2 separate regions of the Rattus norvegicus genome follow, and region 2 is linked to region 1. The links are chromatin contacts, called in public Hi-C maps. All regions are on one chromosome and are shown on one strand. The core of a region is the stretch at or near the end of the contact, and the rest is flanking DNA. Distances in the headings are between cores, read along the strand shown. Region 1 overlaps Foxp1 (forkhead box P1). Region 2 overlaps Foxp1 (forkhead box P1).

Region 1 (2,537 bases), core at 25-2,524:
AAGAGGATGACAAGATCCCATGATATTGGAGTTAGACAGTTTACAAGCCACCATGTGGGTGCTGGGAAGTGAATTCCGTTCCTCTGCAAGAGCAGCCTGTCCTCTTACGCACTGAGCCATCTCTCCTGTCACTTTGTAAAAAAATGAAGAAAAAAAAAAACCCACCTCAAGTTATCAACTAGTCTCTAAAACTTTCACCTACTGATAGGGAACATGGAGCTACCTTCTGTATCTGACTTTAACCATGTCTGTAATTTGCACACTAGGATGTCTATAAAGAGTGTCAGAGATAAAACTTATTAGGCTAAACATCTTGGCATACACTGATCTCTACCAAAAGGCGCATTCAGAGAAACTCAGAATCAACCAGTCAATGATACTAAGATGGACTTCCCTGGGAAAAGACCACCAGCCGTGCCTGCTGAGTGCCTGAACCTGTGTCTGTCAGTGTAGAAGCCAGAAGTCTTGGCTGCTGAGAACATAAAATTCTTATGACAAGAACTGTAAATGGCGCTCAGTCTAGTCAAGAATCCTCAATGCAACCTGCACAGCTCACCACAATGCTTGCTGCCCGCCTGGCTTTTTTTTTTTTTTTAAATTAACTCATGAATAAAAACTCTTTCCCGCCAAATGTTTATTTCTACTTCAACTTGGAATCAGCTACAGGATGGAAAGAAGACTTTGGTCCTGATACCCAGAGCCTAAACAAACAGCCAGCCACCCTGTGCACAGAAGCACGTGCTTATTTGTTAATTTAACTGAAACCACCTTTTCTTATTTCGAAAAGATCACATGCTCTTGTTGTCACAGTGCTGAGTTGGCTGGCACGGTAGCCACTCGCCCCACCCCGCCCGAGACATCACTGGTCACATTTTTGTGGTCGCTGCTCTGTATCTCACCAGCTCTCCCTACGTATTGTGTAACTGAATATGTTTGAATATTGCACTGCCTTGAAGAAAATACTTAGGTTCGGATGGGAGAAGAGGTTGGCAGCGGTACCCCAGTGGGACCTCGGAGAGACTCTTCAGAGACCAGCAGTTCAACACTGGGAGATGCACTGGAACCCAAGGAAGGCTGAGTATTACCTCACAACTTCTTACACCTTTTATGAGGGTTTTACTTTGCAGATTGTCAGAAGCCGTTGACATGCAATTGTCAAAAGTTGTATACACTCGCACACACAGTAGGAAAAGTAGCAAGCACCACTCAAGACTAGATTCACAGTCTGCCATTGACTCTGTTGTCATAGGAAAGCTGCCCAGACCCTGAGGACTATAGCTGAGGCTGGCTTTTGGCTCCCCGAGTCATTCTGTACACAGCCACCATGGAGCCCAGTCACACCTCCGGATAGAAACTTTGACGTTTCATCAAGAGAGTATAAGGAACATTAGATTTGCACTGCTTTCTGGCTTCTGAAAAAAGGGCTAAAAAAGAAAACACAAATTTATCGACTTTGGTGTATTTCAAGCTCCAGGAAAAACAGGCTGAAAGACAGCGGGCAGATGAGCTTCTGAGAGAGGCCACCAAGACTCAGCATGACAGAAACTAGTCACAGGTGACCGTGAGGAGAGAGTGGACTGGATTATTAACGTCTGTGAGAAATGCTTGCCAGGCTGGCTTTTAAGATGCTCAAACACATGTACTCAAAAGGAAACTATGAAAAGTTTGGATCAATTGGTTCTTTCCTTCCCTTTCTTCACTTCCTTTCCCATCCCCCTTCTTCTCTCTTTCTTTGCCCAGGTGGCTTTGAACTCCACATAGCCAAGAATAACCTTGAATTCCTGATCCTCCTCTAGTCACCAACTGCCAAATCCTGGGATTACAAGTGTACACTAGACTATGCCAGGCCTCAGGTCAAATGTTCAATAAAATTTTAGTTTACTATAACTCTCGGGTTGAATATTCCTATAGGCAGTGATCACTGATTCTCACACACTGAGCACCTCATACCAAGCTCAGTCAACGCTGGAGAGATTTGTCAATGAGAGGACAGCAAACGCCTTGTTCCTATTTCATTTTGCTGGGTGACACACTCCGTATTTGTTTTCCCTTATTCTTGTAGGTAAAGGCCAGCATTATGCAAACCCCCGAGAGATATTGCTGAAGATAATTTGTATTACTAAATTTTATTCAGACTATGTACAACGCAGACAGATACGTTCCAGAAAAGCCAATTGATTTACATCTTTCCTGATAATCCTTGCTACGTAAGAACTAAATATAATTTTTACCACGAGAACAGTGGTAGTGCTGTAGACGTGAAGGAGTCAACGTGCCAGGGAACGTATAATGACATACAGATATGAGCTAACTCCTGACACTACATGGTACTTATCAATGCGTTTACATTTGCTATGGTGTGATGCCTCCGTTTCCAATGACATTTGCTAGGCTATTTCTGTTCCATTTATTTTCCCGACATTGACACACACCAGCCACAGTCTTTACTTCACATTGGTGGTGGAAAAGATTCTCTTTTCAGTCAGTGCTGGAGCTTGAACCCTGGGCCTTGTGAATCCTGGGCAAAACGTGCTACC
Region 2 (2,537 bases), core at 24-2,523, 39 kb after region 1:
TTTTACCATCTGAAACCACGGTCTCACACCAGTTAGCTCCCAGCCACCAAAGTAGGCAAGGGAGCTTCATTTACAAATGCAGTAGAACACATTTTAGCTGCCCCTCCACCCCCTTCAAGCTTCTGCTCCAACATATTATTAGGACAAGAGGCTATATAGCAAGGTTTCAGAAAAGTATCTGAATGGAACAGAAACAAGAGGGGGGGGAGGAGCACAGTTTAAGGTTGTAACTACTCGAGAATTATGGCCTATATATACACTCCCTAATTCCCAGTGTCCAGCTTTCTCATGTACCCAGTGCCTACTCATACTAGGAATCAGAGGGCATGCAGTACCAGCGAGGGGCTATTACAGCCCACACTTTATTACCCATTACTACTGAGGTCATTAACAGCAAGAGTGATTGTCGCAGCCCTCACCTATTGATCACTGTAACTGCTATCATTTAATCCCGTGTTGAATGTCTGGAGAGCAGCTAAAGGCGCACGAGAGAGAGTGGTTTAGCATTGAGAAATATGGCCAAAGCTTAGGAATTACACTTTGATTCATAAAATCTAGCCAGTGGTTTAAATCAATAGTATTTAAAACAGTCATGTGAGTTTTTAAACTACAGCTGTCTAATATTTATAGGGCCCTCATTGGAAGTGTCCCACAAAAACTAAACTACGCCCCCCCCCCACAACCCCCAACTCCCTGACAACCCACCTTACCCTCCTGGAGTTAAAAGTCATTTCTGATGCCTCATGTAGCTAACAAGGGCTTGGGCCATATCCGGGAATTGAAGCTAATTTCTTGATTTTTTTCCTCAGAAGATAATTTAAATATAAGGCAAAGAAAAAAAAATATCCCTGTATTATAGCTGTGTGGAGCTGTATGAACTCACAATGAATCACAGGAGGCAGTTTATGAAGACCTAGCATGATTCTGTCTAGCTGCCTTCAGGGATCAGAAATTCGAATAAAACTTCTGGCAGACATTTAAAGCATTGGAAAACTCAACTTAAAGACACATGCACACCCACAGTTAACACTCTTTATTTGTGCTTCCAGGGGACAGCATGAATTAAAAAAAAAAAGAAAGAAAGAAAGTAAAACCAGTGCAGGATCTAATGCTGACTGATAGCAGTGGGGCGTGGCCCACCCAGGTGCACGCAAACCCGCCTGAATGGCAGAAATACAGCTGTGCTTGGCCATCTGAGCGTGGCTAGTACGGGCCTGCTGCCGCTGAATACCAGCAACTAGAGAAGCATCTTGAGCACCAGTGACTGCTGGTAACGGCTCAAGCAAAGCTGGCATTGCTCTTCCCCTCCTCTCTACCGCTGGAATGTTTGCAGACTATCAAACAATGCACTCTGCTTTCTGTTTTCTCTTACTTGGGGGTGGGGGGTGGGGGGGGGGGATGGGGAATGGTGAGGAGGGGTGTTAAGATTTCAAAAGCAAACAAACAAACAATTAAGAAAAAAAAACCCACCCTCCTAGAAACAATACTTGGTTCTAATCTAGGAGACAATTGAAGGAATTGGGTGGGAGGCAAGATGACACAATATAAATACTGACAATAACATGCTATCATTTCTTTCTCTCCCTTTCCTTTACACCGAAGTTAACTGCAAGTAAACACTGGCCAGCATAAACACACATAGACTTTGTCCACTCACATCCTCTCCTAATTATTGTGTGTACAAATCAGGTAACAGGGCTGGTCAAAAGGAAACACTGTTTTCATGTACTGTCTACCACAGTAATTCCACTAAATTATTTTCAAAGAATTATTTGGGAACTATTTTCCAACCTCTAATCATGAGCCACATGGATGGACGGCCCCAGAAACTCACTTGCCTTCCACACTTGGAGCTTGGGTGGCAGCCGATGTGGTTAGGCCATGTCACCCAGTCAGCCACATAATGAGAGAAAAACAAACTAAATTAGAAGGGTCTAGAATGTCAAAACAAAAGCAAACAAACAAATAAAAAAAAGGCTCTATTTTAAGAAAAAAAAAAAGGAATTATGCCCAATTTTCTAGGATCATAAGGAAGTTAACTTGTATGTGTACCAGTAAGCACCTGGGAAAATAATAGGCCAGGTTTCAGAATTAAGAGCTAATAGATACAATCGATCAGCAGACACCAAAGGGCAGGGAAATTCTATTCTGTGTCACTAAAAAATAAAATAAAATAAAGTTGAAAAACAACAAAACAAGCAAACAAAACCAGCTGAACTCAGATCAAGCACCGTGCAAGGTCTGTATCACAAAATGGGGAAAATGTATTTCTGACATAATATTTCTGTCTTAAAAGAAAAAAGAAAGAAAGAAAGAAAGAAAGAAACAAGGCATAGTATTCATGTGGAAAGTACAATTCTCTTTCATTGTGGAATGCTGCTCTTTGTGTAACTCTTTTAGACTTAGCTATTTTACCATAATACTGTGCAAAGCATTAAGGCAGGTAATGGTTATTATATTAATGTAAAAATCATCTAAGCACTCGCTCATCAGCTCACTGTTCTCTCAGCAACAATGCAGCCACCTATTAAAATTTT

The links. Hi-C and Micro-C count contacts between places; a contact is called where the count stands out from the background.
Region 2: a Hi-C map of liver shows a contact between it and region 1, with 3 times the contacts expected there. The contact joins two enhancer-like sites. A contact is called at or near these places in 4 of 12 Hi-C or Micro-C datasets (Schwann cells, kidney and liver).

What each region holds. Positions count from the first base shown.
Region 1 is chr4:133,172,542-133,175,078 of GRCr8, forward strand. The region is part of intron 6 of Foxp1 (forkhead box P1); the gene reads right to left. Among named protein-coding and RNA genes, the nearest start is that of Foxp1, 180 kb to the right of the region's middle. Within about 2 kb of position 1,275, at least 9 of the 93 cell types and tissues checked have an H3K27ac peak or open chromatin away from gene starts, as enhancers often do. A contact at or near this core is called in liver, where this site is marked.
Region 2 is chr4:133,211,133-133,213,669 of GRCr8, forward strand. All of the region lies in intron 2 of Foxp1 (forkhead box P1), which reads right to left. Among named protein-coding and RNA genes, the nearest start is that of Foxp1, 140 kb to the right of the region's middle. Within about 2 kb of position 1,274, at least 19 of the 93 cell types and tissues checked have an H3K27ac peak or open chromatin away from gene starts, as enhancers often do. A contact at or near this core is called in liver, where this site is marked.